Linked DNA regions of Mus musculus: region 2 is linked to region 1. Evidence: chromatin contacts called from public HiChIP or PLAC-seq data. All regions are on one chromosome and are shown on one strand. The core of a region is the stretch at or near the end of the contact, and the rest is flanking DNA. Distances in the headings are between cores, read along the strand shown. Region 1 has its middle 18 kb from the start of Gm34434. Region 2 has its middle 46 kb from the start of Selenof.

Region 1 (4,604 bases), core at 1,260-3,759:
CTAGTTTCGTAACTGATTACACACACTGTGTAAATCTGTCAGCACCGGCACCCACTCAGTTTGCCAGACCTAATTAATAACTACTGTCAGCCCAGAACCAGCTTGAAGCTTAGAGGAGCAATGAGCTCCTACCCGCCCCCAATAAAGGGATGACCTCAACCCTGGAGGACTCTGTCCAGGAAACTCCCCCCTTTCCTTCTCCTCATCCCCAAAGTGAAAATTAGGGCAGCGATTCCTAGTTGGAACTTCTTGAGGTAGAAGAGTCTGATCAGAGAATCTGTTCTCTCTTGTGCTTTGACGGTTCTTTCCGTAGCCGAGCTACTGGGCCTCCCAGGTTCTCCTGGAGGGTTTCAAAATAGTGGGATGGTGTCAAGCCAGGGTTTGAGTAGGTAGACTGTAACTTTTGGTTGCTACCTTACATGTGAGACATGGAAGGGCTCATCTAATTGAGGGCTAGGCAATAGGTCCAGAAGGTCTTAGACATTATTTAGCTCAGTCCACTATGGTGCTGAGTTTGGTCACATGGTGAGTTTGAGGCCTAGCAGTGCCTGGGAGCTTCTGAGCTATAGTTCATTTCCTGTCTTAGTTGGTAAGCTTTCACTTTCCCTTCCTTTACCAAAGCAAGTTGAGGAAGGATTCATTTTAAAGCGGGCTGTGTTAGAGGATCTTGGCTTCGGGGTCCCGTTTCGCATTTCCTCCATTTATTTACTGACTCGTCTGATGTCTTGGGCAGGTTAACTGTAGGGTTAGCAGGGAGGGTAGTTATAGACAAGCAAGGCCCACTTGGCTTGCCACTGTGCACACTTGGCTTGCCCCCACTTCCTTCTTTCAGAGGTGGCCGTTGCTGGACAATATGACCCTTGAAGGAAGAGATCAACTGCCTGAGATAGGAAAGTTTTATCTCTGAGGTTATTGCAAGTGTGCTCCATCTGCTTCTGTCCAGATCCGAACCGGTAGCCAGATAAACTGCTGTGTTTATCAAGGCTAAACAATCGTCAGAATGCAATTAGCCTGGGAGGCCACTGGCTCCCGATAAGCAATGCCTGCAGCTGGACCCTGCTGAGGACCCAGTCCCACTGCTGAGGACACCACACTATCGCTACCCCCTAATATACTCCGAGTCTCTTTTTTCCCTGCCCTAAATTTTAAAGGGGATTTGATGTCCTAACACATTTGTTTTGGTGTTCTTTGCCCATATTGGGAAATAAAACCCAGTAGCTTTTATAGATGGATAAATCCTTTTAAAAGGCCCTTTTGTTATCACTGTGGGGCTTGTGTGCACTAAAACAGAGTTTTAAGGGACCGATGAAACCCTATAATCACAGTTTGCTATTTCTGGAGTGGACCCCTTCCTGGTATAGACAGAGAATCACAGCCCAGAGGGCCTGGGACTTGTCAGAGGAACATGTTTGTGAACTTTGGGCAGATGTGGGTTGGAAGTTTGGTGTGGCCACCGACCTGGGCCTGACCTTGGATAAACTCCTGGAGCCGCTATTTCCTCGTCTGTTCAGGGAAACCCACAATCTGAGCCTCGCAGCATTGTTGGGAGAGAGGAACACCGTTTCCCTTGGTCAAGGTCACACAGATAACCGAGCAGGGCCAACGCCAGAACTCTAAAAGCACATCCTGGCTCCCAGGTTTCATTCTTTCCACTTCAGGGTCTTCTCTCATCTCCCATTTTCCATTCAACAAAGTGATCTTGTCCTTTGTCCCAGAGTTCAGCACACTTCATATGCTGCACCCCCTGATGGCCTGAGGCCCCATTCTGCTCAGGGACTCATGTTTATACGATGACAGCATCTATATTTTTTTGTCTGGATGAATTAATAACCGGCTTGCCATTGTATTGAGGAAAAACCAGACATCACCTCATGGTCTCAGAAAGGGAGTGTCATTTTTCCTGTACCTTCTGGCAAATGTGCTACTTAGATTTAGTGGCAGCAGAAGAGATTTTACACGGGCGTTTGCCCAGCTGGAGAGTGTCATTGGTCTGTCCACAGCCAGGAGACACCCCATTCCTACCCCAACCTGCCTCATAACATTAAAGATTGAAGTTCTGACTCTGAGGTCCTAGATCTGGCCTGAGTTTGAAGCCTTTGCCTGGGCATCCTCTGAGCCTTGGACACTAGGTGGCGCCACAGGAACATTTGAGACACGTTGTCCACTGGCTAGGACGCGCGTGGCCCTGGGAAATCCTTTGGCTTTCCACCAGCTGCCTCTACCAGATTCCTCCCTCCATCCTGTCTTAGGACCTTCATGTGCTGCACTGCTGGGCGAGGGGGAATTCGCCCTGTGGCTACGACCCAGCATTCGAAACACCAATGGGCTAAGCTCTTTTGTCCTCTGTTACCCTCCTCTCCCCGGAGTCGCTCCCTGCCCGATTATTAATTACTCATTTGCTTTGATTGGCATCAGCTAAAGGTTTGCGTGTTGAGCAAGAGGCCGTCAAAACCCCCACGGCTCCTGCGCACTGCCTGCCTGGGACTATGCTGTAGTTGGGGGGTAACAGCAGCCCGGTTGTCACTAGCTTCAGGCACTGTGTGTCCCACCCCTCCCTGATGCCCAGTACACCACTTGGAGTCGGGCTTTCTCAACTTTCTGTTCACTTCGGTTCTCTTTCCTGGGAACCGGGATTCCCTGTTACATTTCAAATCACAAGGTGGTTTCTCCGGGTCACCTGCTGTCCTCTGGCCTTCCTGTCTGCATCACCATATCCTTTGCCCCATTCAGGCAGCTATTTAGACTCCTGGGCCCACAGACTCGATCGATCCCTGCACTCTACTACAGAGCTCCTACTCTTCACTGACGGTCCTCTATCTTCCACTATTGAAACTCTAATCATATTGAGCCTATAGGTCACCATTGTGTTCCTTCAGAATACCTCCCTGCGGAGAGCTGATGGAGGACACACTGGAGTGGAGATGTCTCCCAGCCCACCCCATGCTGCCTTGTCTTTTGTACTCTTGAGAACATGACATGAATTCTGGGGCGGTTGGTACATTCCTGCCTCCTTTAAGCTGAAAGCACACAAGGGCACACTTGTCAGGATGTCGAAATGGTAGCAACTCGACTTCAGAACAGGTTTTTTTTTTCCTTCCCTAGAAATTCTTCTGGATTTATGACATCGGTGCTAGAGCAGGGCTGGGTGATGCTGTTGGCTGGGACCACAAACCCAGCGACAGAATTCCAACACGCACTTTGACTGCGAGATCAAAGGCGTGATAGGCAGAAAACGAAGGGTTGAGTTGGCAGAAGAGAAAGAGAAAAGGAAGGAAGGGTTACAAGACCAGGGATGCCATGTAGCCATCTTCTGGCCTCTGCTTCACCCTTCTGGCCAATCACATGCTTAATGTCTCCAGCATCTGTCCCCTGCCACTACCTAACCCACAGGAAGTTTGATCTATACTAAAATAACCCTAGTGGCAAATCAAAAGGACTCAGTAAACAGTACCAGTTGCTACCAAGTCTAAGACCTTGGCCCAGACTTTTACCAAACTGCAGAAAAATTGAAAGGCACGTTTTATATACCATGTTTTTAATTCGCCCCCAGGGTGGAAGAGAGGCTATCAGAGAGGATGTGGCCATGCATAGGAGATAAAACATGTGAGCATACTGGCTTCCTTATTCCCACAATGGAATTTTCTCCAGATCCTTGCCTTCTGAAATGAGACACCAGATGCAATTGCACTGTGATACCACTAGGGTGACTCTGCCTGTGGCGGCACATTCTTACCATTGCCTTGTGTGGAAATCAGTGCAACGGTGGGAGACCTGGTCAAACACCCTTCGGCTCAAACCCACATATCCCTTTACCTATAAAAGCCTCTATTGCTGAAACAGAAGAGTCTATCTACATTTCCGGTTTCTTCTGCAGGATTATCCGTGTGCTATTAGGGAATGCCTGCTTTTGATTCAAGACTTGAAATAGCAGGACTGGAATGGAGCTCAGTGCTACACTGTCAGCCTAGCAGGTGCTGGGTTTGATCTTCAGAGCTGCCAAAACGGGCGAACCTTCAAATGCTACAGGGAGCCTCGCTGGTCCACGGATGAAGCCAGTGGACTCAATTGAATTTCCACCGGGATCCTTTCCGAGACGGGCAAACCCTTCTTCAACTTGGAACTGTGAGCACTCTGTAGCTCCGAGAGCTGCCTGTCTCAGGTGGACAGAGATGGTTCTCACAGCTCATTTGGGTGCCCTATCCTCTGGTCCCTGGGCCGTTTACTAATGCTATGAATGAGGCTGTAAGTGTGAAAACCACGGATTAGTAATACCTTCCTTGAGGAAGCCTCTTTGCTTGCTAGCCAGCCTCAAGCAGTGTTATTAAGACCAGCTTGATTATTTTGAGACGGTGGCCCAATTAGAAGCTATAGACTCCTTCGACATAAGTGTTTATACATAGTGCTTCAGATAAAATACATATTTATAAGTATGCGCATGTTGTGTGTGTGTGTGTGTATGTGTGCTTAGCAACTTAATTACCTGGACTGAATTGCTAGAAGAAATATGCAGAAATGAGACCCCTTTTCTGGGGCTAGATTCAGAGCAGAGGACACGCCAGAAAGGGATGGTGCTGTTGGCTTCTCCATGACTTCACAGTGGACGT
Region 2 (4,604 bases), core at 806-3,305, 220 kb before region 1:
TTTAGGAGAGTTATCCTTCGCCTAGGACGTATCACTCCCTGATTGGCTGCAGCCCATGGCCGAGTTGTTGCCACGGGGAAGGCAGAGTACATGGGGTGGAGAAATACCCTTGGCACATGCGCAGATTATTTGTTTACCACTTAGAACACAGCTGTCAGCGCCATCTTGTGACGGCGAATGTGGGGGCGGCTTCCCACAGTGAGGGTCTCAGTTCAGCTCTGAGAACCCACACAAAAGCCAGGCTCTGCGGACCTGATGCTGTGGTTGGGAAGACAGGAAGTAGTGCAGCAGCCATTGCATTAGGCCCTGGAGCTACAATCCACGATGAGCCACGGTCATTGTCTTCTCGAGGTGGACATGTCTGTGGAGATCGTACCTCCAGTAATCCATGGTATTAATTGTATGTCACATGATCGACAATAGTGGCAAGAATGGGCACATTTTTCTATTCTCTTTTTTTTTTCTTGGTTTTTCGGGACAGGGTTTCTCTGTGTAGCCCTGGCTGTCCTGGAACTCACTCTGTAGACCAGGCTGGCCTCAAACTCAGAAATCTGCCTGCCTCTGCCTCTCAAGTGCTGGGATTAAAGGCGTGTGTCACCACACCCGGCATCCTTTTTCTATTCTTAAAACACAGTATTTTTTTCATTTTCTCCCTTTTACCCCCTCCCCTAACTGTCTGAAAAAGGTATCAGGCGAGGCCAAGCAGAAGAGGCAGTGGTCCAGCAGGGCCACGAGCTATGGCAAGACTAACATCCTAGTTAGTTTTATCCGTTAGCTTTAAGTAGTTAGCTCTGACACACCCTAGAGTCAGCTGAGAGGAACTCTCACCCAAGGACCTGGAGGATTGCTCTGTATTGGACTGACCTAGGGGCATGTCTGTAGGGTATGATCTTAATTGTTAGTTGAAGTTGGAGAGCCCACTGTTTGAGACACCATTCCCCTGGCACGTGGTAGTCCTGCACTGTATTATAAAAACCAAGCTGATGGGGCCAGGAGATGACTCAGTGGTCAAGAGCACCGGCTGTTCTTCCAGATGACCCAAGTTCAATTCCAGGCACCCACACAGTGGCTCACAACCATGTGTAGCTCCAGTTCCAGGGGACTGACAACTTCCTCTGACCTCCTAGGGTGCCATTCACAGACATACACACAGACAATCACATCAAAGTGATCCAAAGCCATACCACAGGAAACAGCGTGGGTCACCAGAGTCAGTGCCGTGAAATGACTGGTTAACGTGTTAACGTGTTAGCTGATAATGCATAAGCTGACTAGCCAGCATCAGACGGACTGAAGGCACTCTACAGCTCTGGCTGGAACTGCTTACAATGTCAGCATCTATCCCGAAGTCTAAAATAGAAGCAGAAGTCAGGAATGTTCCAAATGAGGAAGACGTTGAGACTCATGGGAAGCAGAAAAAATGTGTGATCCTGGCTTGAATCCTCTGCTTATAAAAAGCTGCCGATTCCACCGGAAAATCTTAAGTGGACTTGGCTGGAAGAAGGATGTAGGGCAATTCTTTGTAACTATTCTTGTAACTTTTCCACAGGAAACTATTTGAAAAAAAATTAAGTAGTATGATTGCTGTGGCAATACAGCTTATTTGAGCTACTGGTGTGGCTGAGAGAATAACAGGGTGCTGTTGGGTGGGAGATGGGTTGGGGATAACAAACAGGTGGCTCTGAGCAAGAAAGCGTGTTTGTCAGAGGGAAGGAGGATTCATGGTTTGAGCTTCCCTCGTTTGAGCTGTGAGTTTCTTCTTCCCAGCCATGTTGGCCCAAGCACCTTACCTCGAAACTCTCTGTTGCCCTCCCTGCTAGCACTGTCTGTCTACCAGATGCCCCCTGAAAGCACTGTCTACCAGAGGATCCTGAAGATACTGGGAAGCCGAAAGAAGGCTCCTTCAGACACTTAGGAGATATCAGTGCAGTGACATCATATGGCCAGCAGATGGCAGCAGGCAATTCTGGGAAAGAAGAGCCTACTGGAGCAGGGAGGGAGGGCTGGTGAGGCCAGGGCCTGGCTGGCTCCAGCTGTTGGCTCTCTGTGAATTACAGCCTCCTGCCAGGCAACAGAGCCTCCTACAACCCAACCTTGCTCTCTGGAAATAATGGGGGAAAGAGAAGGAGGGCTGAGAGAAAAGTCTTCATTGTGTTTTTGAAGAAAGATGCTTTTATTTCTTCCAATAATGCAGGAGAGAAAAGGAGAAGCCATCATTTCGCAGAACTTGAATGAAATGCCTCAGAGTCCTGGGAGTTAATAGAAAGAGTTGGATTCACTGGTGAGAGGGCGGGACACACCCTCAGTACTCAGGACAAAGGAAGAATACAGACTCAGTTCACTTGTAGTGTGGAGGCAGGGGCTTGAGAATCAGATGAGCCAATCTGTGCATTACAGGGTGTGGTTAAGTATTCGAAAAATCGCTGCAATTGTTGCTACTTATTGGACACTTATTGAGGGCCAGCAAATAACACCCGGCACCAACCCAAGTGTTCGGTGTGTGCTCTATCATGAAATCTCTTCCAGAGTTATGTGTGTGTATGTATTTTGCATATTTCACATTTAAAATTTCAGGCTTAGAGATTGTAACTCATTAATATAAGTTTGTGAGGGTGTTTTACTGTGTGCCTACTGGGGACATACTGACAAGACCAGGGTTGAGGACAAACATGATCCTTCTCTTTTTGTAACTTACTGTCTAGCTGTGAATCCTAGGGTTGAGAACAGAGCCAGGACTTGATTTCAGGTTGGTCAGATACAAACGACTTCTGCTGCCGTTCTAATAACAATAATCGCAATAAAGCTGCACCATTGCTTGCTGTTTAGCACCCCGCTTCCTCCGAGCAGGCCTTTATTAAACCTCTCATTTGTAAAGTAGAAGTTAAAAACACCTAGTTTATAGTTGTCTGGAGAATAAATAAGATAATTCTAATTAAATGCTTACTGTAGTCTGGCATCAAAACTCATCAATAACAGGTCATTGTCATTACTAGGACTGCCTTGGGGTCTGAGATCACACACACACACACAAGTCTCATTAACACATCCTGAGAACTGTCCAAGATTAGACTGTGTCCAGCCTTGAGGTGGAGGAGAGGTTTCATCCCGGAGATGCTAGTTGCTGTTGTTGTTGTTTTGCCTTTGGGAGGGTCACTCCATCATTCTCTCTCCATGTGTCCTGGATGTGGCTGGCCCCAACCCCACCAGGGCTAGACAGATAACTCAGAGCAAGCCGTGTGGGATAATTCCTCCTCCCTGTTGATCATCAATCGAAGGATGAGTATCTCATCCAAATAGCCAATGAGAGTCACTTCAAGGGCTTTTCAAAGAGTTACCAGAAAAGAAATGATCTTTCAACTGAGGCTATTTGCAGGAAGGAATATCAGAACTGAAAGAAGCTGAGAGCAAGGTCACCCGGGAGAAAGACTGTATGTAGTCAATGGATGGCTTGAGAATCCTGATGACATCATCCGAGCCCTGGAGCCAGGGGCTGGCAAGCTTTTACTGGAAAAGGCAGGATCATAAATATATCAGATCATTCCTGCGAGGACCCAACGCATTATGGCTTGAGAGCGGCCTTAGACACTGTGTAAAGAAGTTACGTGGCTTCGTGCCACTAAAACTATTTACAGGAGCACTTGATGGGGCCCGGAGAGATGGCTCAGGGCGGAATGCTTTTCCATAGGGCCTGGGTTCAGTTCCCAGAACCCACATCAGGAAGTTGATAATCCCATATCCAAGGAATACTGCACCCTTTCTGGCCTCTGCAGGTACCCACATACATGTGGGAGACACACATTCATAAGTAAAAATAAAAATTAATCTTATAAAAAAGTCAGGCAATGGGCTAATGATCTCTCTTCTCTGAGGCTGTATGGAAAGCCAGACACCACTGGACTCTTCAGTTAGGGCTGCTGCTCACTTCCTTTCCGGATTAGGCCAGTTTGAGATTTATATCACAACATTGGAAAGGGCTCTGATACAAGCTTCAATTTGATAAAATATGACCTTAATTAATCTGGCATGTTACAGATTACCTAATGGTAAAGAGACTAATTTATCACTCCTATCACCAAGTGGAAACTTTCGGGGCAGCCATTCTTGCTCTAAGTCTATTCTGCAGTGGCTCGTGTTTGAGGGCGCGTGATCCTGCCAAGGAAGTTGAAACATAACTGCCACTAAATCTCCCCAGAGAAGCAGAGCAGGCGTGGGGTAGGGTGCACCTGCAAAGTCTTGAGCAGGCCGTCCAACAAGGGACTACAGTAAATCACCACAGATGAAAGGATCCCAGAAGCTGTCACTGGGCAGAATCTTCTCCAGTGATTATAAAATGAGGGGCTGGGGGTGGGGGTGTTCTGACAGGGGAAGGTCGGGATCTGTGGAAGAGACGGGGCCCAAATGTTCCCGTCCGTGGGATTTATCACCCTTCTTAGGAAATGACTTTGCTGTATGGAAGATTTTGTGTTCTTTGGATCAAGGCTGCTTGTTCTAGCTCTCTAATTTCCTGCAGCTACTCAGACTTTCCTGGAATTAGGCTGATTTATTTGAAAGCCGAATACCGCAGTCCTCATCCTTAGCGCTCAGCAGAGCTCCTGATGGCAAGT

Evidence for each region. HiChIP or PLAC-seq counts read pairs in DNA pulled down with a chosen protein or histone mark.
Region 2: a contact with region 1 is called in a CTCF HiChIP or PLAC-seq map of CD8 T cells, with 6 read pairs. The contact joins two enhancer-like sites. A contact is called at or near these places in 1 of 15 datasets of contacts at CTCF or cohesin (CD8 T cells), 2 of 484 Hi-C or Micro-C datasets (CD4 T cells and the N1E-115 cell line) and 3 of 115 datasets of contacts at active chromatin or transcription factors (bone marrow-derived macrophages, embryonic stem cells and extraembryonic endoderm stem cells).

The regions. Positions count from the first base shown.
Region 1 is chr3:144,397,461-144,402,064 of GRCm38.p6, reverse strand. No RefSeq gene overlaps it. Among named protein-coding and RNA genes, the nearest start is that of Gm34434, 18 kb to the right of the region's middle. Within about 2 kb of position 2,509, at least 51 of the 459 cell types and tissues checked have an H3K27ac peak or open chromatin away from gene starts, as enhancers often do. A contact at or near this core is called in CD8 T cells, where this site is marked.
Region 2 is chr3:144,614,577-144,619,180 of GRCm38.p6, reverse strand. No RefSeq gene overlaps it. Among named protein-coding and RNA genes, the nearest start is that of Selenof, 46 kb to the right of the region's middle. Within about 2 kb of position 2,055, at least 67 of the 459 cell types and tissues checked have an H3K27ac peak or open chromatin away from gene starts, as enhancers often do. A contact at or near this core is called in CD8 T cells, where this site is marked.